4 separate regions of the Sus scrofa genome follow, and regions 2, 3 and 4 are each linked to region 1. Evidence: chromatin contacts called from public HiChIP or PLAC-seq and promoter capture Hi-C data. All regions are on one chromosome and are shown on one strand. Each heading gives the region's core, a stretch centred on a gene start, on an enhancer-like site or on the middle of the called end of the contact. The rest is flanking DNA. Distances are from core to core; before and after follow the strand shown.

The links. Promoter capture Hi-C pulls out the DNA fragments that hold promoters and counts their contacts. HiChIP or PLAC-seq counts read pairs in DNA pulled down with a chosen protein or histone mark.
Region 2: a contact with region 1 is called in an H3K27ac HiChIP or PLAC-seq map of skeletal muscle. The contact joins the promoter of HSDL2 here to the promoter of UGCG in region 1. A contact is called at or near these places in 2 of 5 promoter capture datasets (fetal liver and liver), 4 of 47 Hi-C or Micro-C datasets (embryonic fibroblasts, heart right ventricle, liver and 1 more) and 2 of 2 datasets of contacts at active chromatin or transcription factors (alveolar macrophages and skeletal muscle).
Region 3: an H3K27ac HiChIP or PLAC-seq map of alveolar macrophages shows a contact between it and region 1. The contact joins the promoter of PTGR1 here to the promoter of UGCG in region 1. A contact is called at or near these places in 1 of 47 Hi-C or Micro-C datasets (embryonic fibroblasts) and 1 of 2 datasets of contacts at active chromatin or transcription factors (alveolar macrophages).
Region 4: a promoter capture Hi-C map of fetal liver shows a contact between it and region 1, with 2.2 times the contacts expected there. The contact joins the promoter of SUSD1 here to the promoter of UGCG in region 1. A contact is called at or near these places in 1 of 5 promoter capture datasets (fetal liver) and 1 of 47 Hi-C or Micro-C datasets (liver).

Annotation. Positions count from the first base shown.
Region 1 is chr1:252,649,238-252,653,246 of Sscrofa11.1, forward strand. It overlaps UGCG (ceramide glucosyltransferase), which reads left to right and starts at 2,613. Exons shown (of 8, transcript XM_021067532.1): 1 at 2,613-3,160. The coding sequence starts at 3,063.
Region 2 is chr1:253,122,618-253,126,088 of Sscrofa11.1, forward strand. It overlaps HSDL2 (hydroxysteroid dehydrogenase like 2), which reads left to right and starts at 1,855. Exons shown (of 11, transcript NM_001197021.2): 1 at 1,855-1,943. The coding sequence starts at 1,927.
Region 3 is chr1:252,392,740-252,396,785 of Sscrofa11.1, forward strand. It overlaps PTGR1 (prostaglandin reductase 1), which reads right to left and starts at 2,694. Exons shown (of 10, transcript NM_214385.1): 1 at 2,662-2,694; 2 at 1,159-1,274. The coding sequence starts at 1,264. It overlaps LOC110256066 (a long non-coding RNA gene), which reads left to right and starts at 2,085. Exons shown (of 2, transcript XR_002337285.1): 1 at 2,085-2,226; 2 at 2,370-4,046.
Region 4 is chr1:252,954,489-252,958,030 of Sscrofa11.1, forward strand. SUSD1 (sushi domain-containing protein 1) reads right to left here and starts at 2,025. Exons shown (of 16, transcript XR_002337296.1): 1 at 1,502-2,025.

The DNA of each region.
Region 1 (4,009 bases), core at 1,363-3,862:
TCCGAGGCCCTGAACTTGGTGGAACTGGTTTTCCAGAAGACAGGAGGGCCCTTTAGACAAACAAGCACTAAAACAATGTTGCTGCCAAAAGTGAGATCAGTGGACAGGGTCTTTGCTAGACTACTATGCTGCCGAGTTACGTGGAAGAAATGTACACTTTTACCATAACTATAGAATGTTAGGATTACACTTCCTAAAGCTACTACTTTAAAATCATCAACCAGATTTGGAGAGACCAACTTTAACTAGGCTCAAGTACAGCATGGCTGATCTTTTATCTACTGATTATACTCAATTAGAAGAGATTTGTTAACTTTTAAGAATATCTGCTTCTTTTGCTTTTCTATGGCCTCCTTCATTTTCCATGTCAGTGATCATACTGTATAAAATCCTTTGTTACAGAGTCCAAAAACCATTTTGGAGAAATGCAGAATACAACAAAGTGCTTAAATTGTCTAATTGATGTAATTTATCAAATCTTAGATGACATTAATTATAATAAATATAACTAATTTGTATTTACTTATTTATTTTTGCTTTGTAGGACCACACCTGCGACATATGGAAATTCCCAGGCTAGAGGTCGAATTGGAACTGCAGATGCCAGCCTACACCACAGCCACAGCAACACCAGATCTTTAACCCAGGGACAGAACCCGTGTCCTCATGGATGCTAGTTGGGCTCGTTACCATTAAGCCACAACGGGAACTTCTTTAACTAATTTATATTAATAAACGTAGTAGTATTTTATATACAATTAAGAAAAAAGCCTATCAATTAGTTGTCAGATGCCATTGACTGCAAGATGCATTTCCATTTCAGAAATGTTAAACTGTGTTTACATGTGCTTTTAAAAATACGTCTTAGAATTGATTGCAACAGTAGCATTTAAAAAATTCCACTTGTTGGGAGTTACTGTCATGGCTCAGGGGAAATGAATCTGTCCAGTACCCATGAAGACACAGGTTTGATCCCTGGCCTTGCTCAGCAGGTTAAGGATCTGGTGTTTCTGTGAGCTGTGCGTAGGTCATAGACTCAGCTTATATCTGGCATTGCTGTGGTTGTGGTGCAGGCCAGCAGCTACAGTTCCGATTCAACCCCTAGCCTGGGAACCTCCATACACTGCGGGGGTGCAGCCCTAAAAAGACAAAAAAAAAAAAAAAAATTCCACTTGTAGTGTTATTTCCATGCTGGTGTACTATCCTGCTATAACTTTATCAACCGGTTAACTCTCAACAATGGAAATTTGGTTTCTAAACGTTCTTCTTTCCTATTGACTTTATCCAGGTAAAACAATGAGTACAGCAAATCCCGGATTGGTTCTCAAGGCAGGCATTCATTTAAACTCCTTTCTGCTTGTAGTTTATCATCTAATTGTAGATTGAGGTAGCTCATTTGATCAACATTAATTCTAATAAATAGCAGTAATAAAAATAAACAGCCTCTTTTCAAAACTGAATTCAATTCTGAAATCTCTCAAGGGAAGCCATGGATTATTTAAAAGGAAATCACTTGACATAATAAACATTGTCTAAACATAAAAACAATGGTGAAACTATATAAACTCATCTAGGCTAAAGAAACAAACAGAAACATTTAGTGGTAGATAAAAACATCTCCCTGAACTGATTTAAAATTAAGATAAACACTAAGTCACCTTACTATCCAAAATGCTACATCTTTCCATTTTAGTGCAGTGCTCTCCAACTGTGTAATTTATTAATTTTTTACCTTCACTTTCTTTTTATCTGTGTAATTAAAATTTTTCCAGTAGCTAGCTAAATTTAAAAAGTAAAACACTGAAATAATTTGAATACTTTAACTCAATATATCAAAACTATCGTTTCAACATGTAATCAACATAAAATTAAGGAGATGTCTTTGATACCGGCATATGATTTACACTCAAAATACATTTCAATTCCTACTAACCTCATGTTAAGGCTCAGTAGCCACCTATGGCTATCATATTGGGCAGGAACCTTAAGGAACTTCAATATTAGCTGATTCTTTACATTCTGAGTTTGACAATTTCTTGTATGTTACACGCTGTCTCTAAGGTACTTAGAGATCTGTGAAGTAGGAGATTATTTTCACGATCCCTTGTGGTCCAAGACGCCACAAGCATTAAAAGCAGCGAGGGAGGAATGCAATGGGACACCCCAGCGCCCAGGAACGTGGCTTGGAGGAGGGCCTAAGCGGCTCTGAGCAAGGACCGGCGCAGAGGCTGTGGACACAGCATTGGGGAGTTGGTCTGCGAGACGGCTCGGGGGCCCCCCTGGAACCCCAGGTCTTTTCCTGGGCGCCCTGGAACACCAGAGTCGGACAAAGGGAAAGCAGTCTCTGAGCTGGACACAGGGCTCCGCTTCACCGACAGAGGACAGCCCAGGACTGCAGGGCTGGCCTTCCCGCGCGCCTCCGCCGGACGCAGAGAGGTGGGCGGCGGCCGGAACCCGGAGCTGGGGTAAAGCCCCGCCCGCCTCTGGCGGCAGAAGCCACCCAGGGGCGCGCTCACGACCGTGACGCTACGGGCGCGAGGGCGGTGGGGTGGGCGGAGAGGAGCCGCATGCACCGCCCCTCGGAGGGCCGGGGCGGGGCGGGGTGCACCAGGGAGTCGGGGCGCCACCGCGGGTTTCGATTAGTGCTCGGAGCTGCGGCGGCTGAGCAGGGCTCGGATCTGTGCTGCCAGGAGCCCAGCCACTAGGCTGCGGGAAGGCGGAAGGGGCAGCGGCGGAGGGGGCGTAGGCGCGCAGGGTCCGGCCCGCGGCGCCGAGGCGGGGGAGAGGCGAGCCGGAGCGTGGGGCCACGGCCTCCCTGATCACTGAGCCCGGCCACCGCAGCGCCTGTAGCCGCGAGCGCGCCCAGGCCAGCGCGCGGGCGAGTGCGCGCGGGCGGGGGCGCGCAGGCCCTGCCCGCCCCTTCCGTCCCCACCCCCTCCTCCCCTTCCTCTCCCCACCTTCCTCTCCCCTTCTGCGCCCCCGCGCCGGGCGCCCACCCTGTCGTCCTCCTACGGGAGCGCTGTCCGCGGCGGCGGCCGGAGCGGGCCGGGCCGGGCCGGGGGATGGCGCTGCTGGACCTGGCCCTGGAGGGAATGGCCGTCTTCGGGTTCGTCCTCTTCTTGGTGCTGTGGCTGATGCATTTCATGGCCATCATCTACACGTGAGTGAGGGGCAACCGGAGGAGCCCGTAGCGGGGGTCGAGGCCTCGGCGACCGGCGAGAGTAGACAGGATTTCGCTTTGGAAGGAATTGGGCTCGGATAAGGGTGGAGGAAGCTAATTCTCAGACTCTTCCTTCCATTCCCTCTCCCCTTGGACCAGCTGGGGCGGCGGGGGCGGGAGGGGGGGTTCCTTGGGAGAGAAAAGTGGCAAGTGAGGGGGTGGTTGGGCTGCCGACGACTGCACAGCCAGGGGAAAGGAGGCTGTGCTCTTTTTACGAGTCGAGCGGAAGGCTGCTTGACTGTGTTGGGGGTTCGTGTGATTTTTCATCTGGGCCAAATGTATGGTGTATTGTTTGGTTGGTTTTTTTCTCTCGACCTGGGCCATATTTCTATTATGGTAATAATCGTTTCCACTCTTCTGGGAGCGGCATTCAGCCACCTGGAAACCTCCCTGTGGATTTTCTTCTTCCTGGAAGAGCTCTATGCCTTTAGATAGGTGTGAAGCACCTGTCCACCTTGGAAAATGTCACCAAGCCTCTGAGCTGGCGTTATAGCCTGGAGTCTTGTCAGCTTGTACATTTCAGTGTGGTTTTCTCTCCCCCCCCCCAAGTCTTTATTTATTGTCTTGGTTAGATTTGTGTGTCTCCCCCCCCCCAACACCTTTTCATTAGATGCCATTCACTGGGGACACAGTGGCAAGCACGACAGAATTCCTGTCCTCGTGGAGCTTACATGCCAGAAGGGAAAGACAGATAATAATTGAATAAGGTTATTTCGGATATTCTTGAAGACTGAATAAAATAAAACCGGATAAAGGAATGAATATGACATAGCGTGTGCAGCTACTTTT
Region 2 (3,471 bases), core at 605-3,104, 470 kb after region 1:
ACCTCATGCTATTTTTGCCCTAATCCAAAACACACACACAACACATATAGGTATCTCGCTCTCACAATATTGTTAATAAATTAACCTTTCTCGTGTTACATGATTTTGAATTTTAAAATATCAGTGCCATCTAGTGGTTATTCTCGACATGTTTCATTTATTTTGGATATCTTCCAATGAGTGGAACTTCTCTTTTTTTAGGTAGATATCCAGTGGACGGTAACCAGGTTTAACTTTTGGGGCACCTGCGAAACTGTTTTCCAAAGTGGCCATGCCATTTTACATTCCCACTAGCAATGAATGAGTGCCCCAATTTCACTACATGTTGGTCAATACTTAGTATTTTCCATCTTTTCTAGCTATCCTAGTGGGTGTAAAATTTCACCATGGTTTGGATTTGTATTTCCCTAGTAACTAATGCTGTTGGGCATCTTTTCATGTGACTTCTGGCTTTTGGTATATCTTCTTTGTTGAAATGTCTATTGAGGTCCTCTGCTCATGTTTAACTTGGGGGTTGTTCCTCTTTTTGTTGCTGCGTTGTAAGCATTCTTCATACATTTTGGATACTAGACCTTATAAGACATATATGGCTTGCAAGTATATATATATATTTTCCATTCTGTAGGTGGTCTTCATTTTCTTTAAGGAGTGGAAGGTTTTTTCATCTAACAGTCCCTACCAATGCACTTTCTAAAACACCTAATATTTACAGGTCTAAAAAACATTGGTTACTCATTCCTCCTACATAGGCCGAGGCCTTACCTTTTTTGCCCTGCTGTATCTCCAGTGACCAGCACACAGTAGGTGCTAATATTTGAGTAAGTAAATTCCTCCGGAGTTTCTAAGGACCTTATCATACATGACAAATTCAAATGCCTATGAGACTGGCAAGATACATAAATGAGCAAATAGAGATATTTAGGGCTTGTAATAAAAGGGATAGTACATATCCTAGCTTCAGACTAGTTTCTTTAACCAGTCTTCATAAAACAACCTCGTCATCCTGCTCTACCTCTTCAAAAACAGAATTTCTTCACATCTCCCTAAAAATATTATGCCAGTCTTTAGTTCATTAGGGTTGCTGAGCTATGTCCAAGGATACCAAAAGCAATACTGGCTCCCAGAATTCACTTTATCCCACCGAATTTGGGAATTTCCTCACCGAGATACTGGCTAAGAGTCGCAAAATCCAGGTTAACTCTGAGTTCTTCGGCACGATTAGTGTGTATAGAGGTCTGATCCAGAAGCTGCCCTTCTCCAAGGGCTTTCTTTATCTATCTATCGGCCTACCGGCGTTAGTCCAAATTCGGTGGCAGAGTTGAACTGCGACGCTGGCCGGCTTCTGGGAGAAGGTGCTTATCTGCCGAGGAAAAGCAATTCCTAAGAAGTGCCTCTGAAGGCGCGCGTGCAGCCGGGCAGGCGCCCAGGTGCCATTGTGGAGAGAGAGCCAAAAATCCGCTGAGAAGCTGCACCTCAGCCCTCCAGGTCCCTGCTGCACGACTCAAAGGGTCATCCCGCCGGCAAAGGCACTCAGCACAGGGGCGAGAAACCGTTCACAGCCCTGGGGAGGGCGTACTGAGCGGCTGACGCACCACTACTCCAGACGCGGGGTAGGCACCGATTGTCCCCGTAGAGCCCCGCACGCGGGGTGGGGCAGAGTTGTCTCTCAGAGCGCTTGCGCACAGAGCCGGTTTCCAGGGGCCAGGCGGGGGGAGCTGGAAATTAGCGCCAAAGAGGACAACTGCGTGCGCAGGCGCACTCAGCCCCCTTCCGCTCTTTGGAGCACTCAATTCTCCCGCAGGCCTTGGGGCGGGGCCCTAGGGGGCGGGGATGGAGCGGGGCTAAATGCGGAGCAGAAAGTCAGCTTCTATTTGCAGTATTCCTTCCTGTGGCGGTTGTTGCCACCGACTCTGGTCCGCGGAAGTTATGTTGCCCAACACCGGGTAAGAGGATGCGAGCGCCACGGGGAAGGGACCAGGCCGGGCGGAGTGCGGGGCTAGGTGGAGCCGGAGTAGATGGCTTGGGTGGCCCGACCCCCGCGGTGGGAGGATTAAAGCAGCTGCCCGGCGCGGTCTGGAACGCTGCCCCACGCTGGCCGCGGGATTCTTCGACTCTGCGGTAACTCATGAAAAGTAACGCAAAGTTGACTACTTCGGGATGACAGCCATGTTAAAACCTCTTCCACAGGTAAAGAATTCTGAGCGAGGTACCCCGCCGCCCCAAGAGCGCGTCCCACCTTCGGCTTAGCAATAGCTGTCTTGCAATAGCGGCCTTGCTGCAGGCCTTTGAGTTCTAGGTGAAAGGTCACAGGGACACCTAATGATTCTCCTCTTGTTCCGAACGCTCAGTTCTGGAAGAATAAAAGGATGAGGTGTTTACACAGAGACTTTACTAACAAATTAAACTAATCTTAAAGTATGGGTATCTTTCGAGAGAACTTTTTCTTTTGGCCAGGCCCAAGGCATGTGGAAGTTCCCAGGCCAGGGATGGGACCCAGGCCATGGCAGTGACAACCTGGATCTTAAACCCACTGCACCACCAGGAATCAATCTGTTCTTTTAAGGCTTTTGTGTTTTTGTGACAAAGCTGTAAGCTGTTGTCATCTTAAATTGTTTTGTTTTTTAACTTGTAAATATTCTAGTATTTTTGTATGATTTTTTTTTCCATTCAGATTTTTATTTTCCTGAAATGATGTACTGTTTTGCATAATATTTTGGCATAGGAAGTGAGTTAGAAAACTCACTGTTTATTCATTTTTTTATTCTGTTACTTTGGACTGTATTCATGTTACCAGTACCAAACTACATTAACTGCTCTAGTTTTATAAAATATTTTAGATCTTGGAAAATCCTGCCACATTTGGATTTTTTTTTTCAGAATATTCCTGGTTATTCTTTGATGTTTATTTTTTTAAATGAACTTTTAAATGAACTTTTTGTGATTGCTTTTCTGTCTTAAAAATAAAAGTTTCATCACATTTACCAGAATTTTGAGGTACCAGAGAATTTTGGAGAATTGTAGTGTAGGTTAAGTTTTAGTCATCCTCCAGTGGTACTGATGAATTTGGAAACTTTTTTTCTTGAGATGGAGGGGTTTTAGTAGTTGAGATCCAGTCTTCAGGTTAAGAGGAAAGCTGCCTTTGCCTTTCTTTCTGCCAATGCCTGAGACTTTGAGCATGAACATGTTCTTTATCCTACTGGGAATCAGTCCAACTAGACCAAAGGCAAAGAGGCCTTTTTTTTTTTTTTTTTTCCTTAAAAATATATTTTTTTGAAGTATAGTTGATTTAAAATGTTGTGGCTCAGTGGGTAATGAACCCAAGTAGTATCCATGAGGACATGGGTTCAGTCCCTGGTTAAGGATCTGGTGTTGCTGTGAGATGTGGTGTAGGTGATGTGGTGATGTGGTGTAGGTCGCAGATCTGCTTGGATCCTGTTGTTGCTGTGGCTGTGGTGTAGGCCAGCAGCTATA
Region 3 (4,046 bases), core at 1,444-3,943, 260 kb before region 1:
TCTTTGCAATTATTGTTTCCATTTTATTTGAGCTTAGATTAAGGAACTTGCACAGGGCCATGTCACAGGGCTCACACAGGATTTTATTACTAATCTCAGTTGGCATTAAAAATATATATGCACTTTGCTGGAGTGACCTCATGCATGCATTCTCTGGAATTTTGATCCTGAGTCCTGACTATCCCAACCTAGAGGGAAACCTGCCATGCTACTTGATTGCACGCCTTTTTCTCCAAGCTTGCCTACCTGAAAACAGCCCTTGGAGACACCCCTTAGCATGTGCTCTGCAAAGCTCATCTCCAAACTCGCGATGGGGTACGTTGCCATTTCTCTCCCTTCCATTTCTGCACGTTGGCCTTGTCCCTCCACTCCCCCCAAGAGCACGGGAGGCCCCTCAGTGCAGAAGGAGGGTTTTCCCCTCCTTGTCTGCTCACAGGGATAGTCTGAGCTGTGCACGCGGCTGCCAGGCAGTGCTGATCCCACTGTCATCATGAGGCTCACCAGACAGAGAGGAAGTCCTCCCCAGGGTCTGGCAAAAGTCATGAAGGACAAAGCACCCAAACGTGCGTTTCAGTTACCAGGGGAAGCAGAGGGATCCTCCGCTGTGGCGTGGAGGTTTCACACAGACAGCCTTGAAAAGCTCTCTGTGGCAGACTGCACAAGGACCATAGGTACCACCCACCCCTGGGTGAAGGCCTCTTGGCCATCCTCTCATCAGGAAGTCTGTTGCCACCCCTTGAGTCTGGGCTTGGCTATGTGACTGGCTTTGGTGAACAGCATGCTCGCAGAGATGATACAAGCTTGAAAAGTGTTTGCAAATTGGACTTGCCAATTCCTGCTGCCCTAGACTTATGAAATCACAGCAAAAACAAAGAGCTCCCGCCAGCCTGCTGGAAGGGTCACACAGACGAGAAGTGAGGCACACACCTCAGTAGAAAGCCAGCTAACCACCAGACATGTGAGGGACACTCATCCTGAATTAACCACTTAACCCGGGTAGGACCACCCACTTAATCCCGCCCAAACTGCCACCCCCCCAGAATTGTGAACTAATCGGTGATTGTGGTTTGAAGTCACTGAGTGTGGAGGTAGTGTATTATTCAGCAAAGGCAAACGGATATGGTTTCTTCTAACTTAAATCTTCTGAATCTGACTTACCTCCATTTTTTAAGGGCGGGAGTTCAACTGTCTTCAGTTCAAAGTTGCTAGGAGTAGGGTAGCCTACAAAATGCTTCTTCAGGGTCCAGCTCTTAGCACGAACCATCCTGAAGCTCCTAGAACACAGTAAACGTAGTCAAGCCTCTGAAGGGACTGGATTCTTACAGCTCCCTACGCATTGCACTGAGGGGGGAATGGCAGGCTCTACCCATCATCAACTTCATCATGAACAGTTAACATCCATCACATTTACTTAGTATTCACTGTTTCTATTGATCTGTTAAGCACTTCATACTTATCAACTCCTTCTATCCTCATAACTTCCCTCTAAGACAGCCGTTATTATCATGGTCAGTGTACAGATGAGGAAACAGTGGCTACGTCGGAAATCTCCAACGCAAGGAATAATGTGAACCCACACAAATTCTTCCTAGCCACTGCGAAGGTTTCGTTAGGGCACTGAACAGCTACCTGGCGTGCAAATATTCCACTTCTCTCCTCACATGAAGCGAATTCTAAGGAAAAGCATCAAACACAACCAAATCGAAGTCTATGCACGTCTCTCAGATGGACAGCTTTGCCTTCCGAGGCAAGCCGTCTCAGGAACACATGACAACCACCGGGCGGCGCTGCTGCTCAGGCGCGAGTTCTCTTTGGCACCAAAGGGGAAATCGAGGGTCAGTGTTTAAACTTGCCTGCACACAAGGCCAAGAGACGATGACTCAGGCGGCCCTGAGCTCTCGGGGTAGCACCTCAGGCTTGGACCGATCTCTTCCGCATCACATGGGAGCCGTGCCTTCCCCCAGGGGGAATCGGCTGCAAACGCGCCCGCAGGGGCTGGCCCTTTCTTTCCTTTCCCGCCCAGTGCTCGCGATTGGGGCCAGTGGCAGCCTGGAGGGGACACTTCCGTATTGCAGACACAGCGGTCGGGGTGGTGCGACCCGCAACTGTGCGGGTCCTACTTGTCTCTTTTTCCACAGAAAGACAGCCGCTGCGAATTCTGGACTCACCCAAAGTCCAGAAGCTTCCCTGTAAAGGGCATGGCCGCCGAGGCAGCTGAAGATCCCGGTGAGTCCCCACCCGCCAGAGGAACGGGGCCTGGTGGGATGCCAGGTCCGGGCACACTCGCCTCCAGATCCCACCTCCTCGCCTCGCCCACACCCGTGTCTTAACCGAATTCCGACGCCTTTCTTCTTCCACACCTGTCTCAGGTTTGCAGTCCCGCAAGTTCCTTAGCCAGCCCCCTCCCCCGGGCAGGCAGCTAAGCCGCGCACCCACAACGCTGCCAGGCAATGGCCTTCCCTCTCGCAGCCCTTTCCGATCGCTTCAGGAATCTGCATGGACCAGGAAGCATCAGTCGGGACATCCTGTTTCCAAGTTTCCTCTGAGTGCAAGACGCAGAGTGGCACAGCGTTACGAGAGGGCGAGCAATCTGCAAACGCCGAGCTACAGGGGAGCCTAGAAACGGCAGGGACAAAGGGTGGGGTGTGGAAGTTTACTTACAGGAGTCTGCAGGCTCCACTACCTAAAGCAGGTGGTTGGGACTGCGCCGCAGAGCGTCTGGAGCCGGTGTTTAGGTGGATCCCCGAAGGGGGTGAGGCTTGAGGCTTTCCCCAGGGCGGGGCTTTCTGGAAGGGTGGGGGGAAATGCTGCGTAGGAAAGCCAGCCCTGCCCCTTGCTGCTCAGGCAGGCAGGAGAGAGAGAAAAGGCGGGAAAGGCGGGTCTCCCAGCGGCCCCAGTCAGTCCCAGGCTTCCCACACTGTCAATTATAGACCCCCAACTCTGAGCCCAATCCTGGTCAGTCCTGTAAACGGAGAAATAATGCTAAGACCACAAATGTTACCCTTCTCCATAATCATTCAGTACATTTAGAAGGTTTCTCCCCTGGTTTTCACAAAAATGGAATCATTCCAAAGATAAGACTCAGCACCTTTTTCTTCAGCCTGAACATTCTCAGACCAGGGTTACCTAAACCAGTTGTGTTAACCAGGGTAGGATTCCTTTTTTCCCTTTGCTTGGTTTTCTTTCTTTCTCTCTTTTTTCAGAAGACTAATTTTACTTTTACCCGCTTTTGGTAATATGTGCAATGTTAGAATGCACTTGCATAACATGTAGTTAAGTAAATCAAATAAAGAATCCAGGTCATGAGTTACAGCACACGCTGGAAATTCTGAGAAAGGAGAACACACATTAACAAAAAACACCAGCAAGCTCAAACTCAGGTTTATATGCTGAGTATTTTTAAAGGCTTTAAAAAGCATGCTCAATCAGCATACAGCATTTTCTTCCTTATATAACAGATGTGCTTCTATTTGCTTGTTTACAGCAAAGGGTAAGATTCTGAATTAATTTACTTAGGATTTCAGAAATGCATTCCATGGATTTTGCTTCAATGCTCCTGCCATTGATTCTTCAAATAAGCAAAGTTCAGAGTTTCATCCTTTGAAATTGCTTTTAATCACTAGCAGTTTAAATTGAAAGATAATAAGTAGAAACCTGGCAATTCCTCATATACTGCCTGAACTTAAGTCTCATTTAATATAAGAGTTGGATATACAACAGCAAATTTATCCATTTTCTCTATCCTTAGAGGAGAGGGAAGGAAAATAAGATGAGGCATGGATATAGTTGCAGTGTTTAAGAGCTGAATGGAACAGTGAATCTTTCGTAATGCTCTCAACTCCATAATGAAGAACCACCATGAATCTTAATCAATTTTTTAGTTCATGCTGGATGAAGAATTTAGGTTTCCCTCTTTGTATATCATACTTCATATTCTCCAAGTTACAAAGGTTAAATTACAAAGATAAATTCTCCAAATTACAAAGGTTAAATTACAAAGATAAATTCTAGCTGCAACAGATATTTCCTAAGTAGGAGACCAAACA
Region 4 (3,542 bases), core at 775-3,274, 300 kb after region 1:
GTCTTATCAAGGAAGCTGGAGAGCTTTCTTATAACCACTTTCTGGGATAACTCCCTGTACTAAAACTTGCAGTGACTTCCCGTGGCTACTCACTGCCCAGAAACAGTGAGATCTAAATGCCTTGATCTGCCAATCACAGCATTCTGCCTTCTGGTTAATTCCAATCTGCTTTTCTGCCCTCATTTCCCTTTCATTCCTACATACCCATCAAACTGAACCACAGGCCCATGCTTTGGTGCCTCCGCGTGCTTCCTCACTTTGTCCCCTCCATCTGGAATTCATTCATTCTACACATATTTGTGGAGAGCTGACTGTGCCCTCTGCTATGAGCTAGAATTCCGTTCCTCATCTTCCCATATCCAAATATTACCAATCCTTGCTAGCCCAGTTCAAGGGTCACCACATTCATGAGGCCACCAGACTCCCTGAGTTAGATGTAGCCTTTCCCTCCTGTGACCACCCACCTTCTCAGAGCACTTCTGGCATTCTGCCCTTATCACAGTTATTCAAGTAAATGCCACCTCCCCTCCATGTCTAAATCCTCCGTGTAACTCCTACCACATTCCACACTGCATTCTGCAGGGGGCATTAAAAACTACATCAAGGAGTTCCCCTGGTAGCTCAGTGGTTAACAAACCTGACAAGCATCCATGAGGACGCGGGTTCGATCCCTGGCCTTGCTCAGTGGGTTAAGGATCTGGTCATAAGGCCACCTGTGGTGTAGGTCACAGACGCTGCTCGGATCCCTGCGTTGCTGTGGCTGTGGCGTAGGTCGGCAGCTACAGCTGGGATTCGACCCCCAGTCTGGGAATCTCCATATGCCACGGGTGCGGTCCTAAAAAGAGGGAAAAAAAAAAAAAAAATACGTCAACTGCCAGGAAATGGATTATTTGCTTGTCTGTTTTCCCCAGAATAGGGCCAGCACCGCGACCTCACATCCCTCACACAGAAACTATTCAAGGATCATTCATCTGTTGAATACATGAACTAATTAATGAATGCTTTATTCCCCTAAAGTTCCTTACACTTCTTTCTCACCATATTAGCATCTGGTTCTTCATCAAAGGTAAAAACTTAAAAGGTAGAAAGAAAATTGCTTCGGGTCAAGAATTTGTCCCTCAAAGCCACAGCGGGGCCGGAAGCGTGACAGTGCAAGCGGAACGCCCTTCCACGCCCTCGCTGAGTGGGTGCGGCTCTCCCGGGGCCCCCAGCTCGCGCCCAGCCCCAGTTCGCGCCAGGTCCTCCCGGGGCAGCAGGCCGGGCCGCCGCGCCCTTGTCGTCCACAGTGGCCCCGAGGCCCCGGGACGGGGGCGGGGAAGTCGCCCGGGAGGCCCTCCCGCTTGTCGGAGCCCCGCCCTCTCGATCCCCGACCTGCGCCCCAAGCCCAGGCTCCAAGCCCGCCCAGCCCAGGGGCGGAGGAGCGTCCGGGGCGCGCCCGGCTGGGTCTGGGGCCAGGCCGAGGGCGCCCCCGGCGCCGCGCGCGCTCCCTGTCAGCACTCACCGTCTGCGCCGGGCGTCCGGGGCGCGCCGCGGGCCAGGCAGAGCAGCAGCAGCAGCAGCAGGAGCGACAGCAGGCGGCCAGGCGGGAAGCCCGCGCCCCGGGGCCCCCGGGCCATACCACCGCCACTTCCCACCCCGCGCGCCCGCGACTCCTCCTGCGGCCCGGAGGCGCCGAGATAAGGCGGCGGGCGCCCCGGGGAGGGGGACGGGCGGGCCGCTTCCGGCGCCGCGTGGGGGAGCGGAGGGCGCCGCGGGGTCCCGGGGGTGGGGGTGGGGGTGGGGGGCGGCGACTGCGAGTGCGGCCTTCCTACCCCCACCAAGGCTGCGCGCCGGGGGAACGCTCGTTCGGCTCCCTCACTCCTACACCCGGCGGCAGTGCACCTGCTGCGCGTCTGGCGCGCTGGGGGCCCGGGGACACCCGGCAGGTCCAGCCTAATGACACAGCTGAATATAGAGTCCCGGACTGTGCTAGGAGGAGATGTCCCGAACTCTAAGCGTGCGGAACGATCGAGGGATCCCAGCCGGTCGGGGGCTCAGGGAGGTACCCCCTGGGGGGCAAACGAAGAGAGGTGAGGGGCAGAAAGAGGAGGAATTTTCCAGGAGCTGATAGAGAACTAAGGTGAAGTGTCTGGAGCTACAAGAGCAAAGTGAGAGGGCGAGAAGCTGCCGGTCCAGGCCACCCAGGGGCGACAGGCACGACCAAGCGACAAGACTGTCAGAGGCGACAGAGCTGGCAGGAGTTCCTGCTGCTCAGAGGCCACTGAGCTTGGGGACTCAGGGAGGCCTTAGGAACAAGTAAGCGAAGACCTGAGGGTGAGAAGAGCAGGAGAGGAATCTAAGCGGTGAAAGGCGATTCTAGAAATGGGGAGCAGGACCTCCTCAAAGTGCGAAGGACCCTTGGAGAGAGGCAGTGAGCTGTGGAAATAAAGACCTCATGTACCAAGTAAAGGAGGTTGCGGAGAAGCTGTCACGGGGCTTTAAGCAGAGTGACCTCATCAGAAAAGGCTCCCAGGGTCCACTGTGTGGGATCGGGTTTGGGTTGGGGAGGCAGGGGGTCGGCCTGGAGCTGCTGCAGAGATCCAGGCAAGGGAGCACTTGTCTGGGAGCAGGGCACTGGCCATGAGTGGGAAGAGAAGTGACAAATGAGAGTGGTACTGGGTGGACTCCACTGGCTTTTATGACCAGTAGAATGTGGTAGACAAGGAAGGAGAAATTACAGATGTCACCTAAACGTTTGATTTGGGCAACTGGGTTGATGGTGAAATAGTCACTGAAATAGAAACACAAAGGGGGTAGGGAGAGGCTGCAAGGGGAAGAAAAATAAGTTCCAGGTTGAAGGCTTTCAGCTTGGGATGTCTTGGGGATCCCTCAAAACAGGGCCCCCCACTGCTTCACTCCCATCCTCACTTGCTTTCTCTCTGTGCCACCCACCCCCCTGCTCTAACCCTAACCACCCATGAACACACCCATATAAGGGCTAAACTTGTTGTGCAGCCTTAAAAAGAAGTAGTTAAAAATAAAATTCCTAAGCCCTTTTGCAGCAGGTTTCTTGCTAATTGTTTTTTGCTCAGCAAAGATAGGAGCCTGCTTAGGGGAGCAGGAGATAGACAGTTCCAGGACTGCAGCCTGTCTCCTAGTATTTAGACAGTTTTTGGTTAACCTTCATGAACTTTGAAATAATGTAATTGTTTCAACAAAAATACATTCATTTAAGACATTGTTAGGGTTCTCTTGTGGCGCAGTGGGTTAAGGATCCACCTTGGTCACTGCTCACTGCTCTGGAAAGAGTTTGATCCCTAACCCAGGAACTTCCACATGCACTGGGCACAGTCCAAAAAAAAAAAAAAAAAAAAGACATTTTTAAGCCCACCTATATACCTCTCCTTCTCTGCCTTGCCTCCCTGCAGAATCAATTAATTGATTAAAATAAGTATATAAATATGTACATGTACATATATTATTTGTTTTTATTGTTATTTCCCCAATACAATTTTTTTTCTATGGTACAGCATGGCAACTCAGTTACATATACATGTACACAT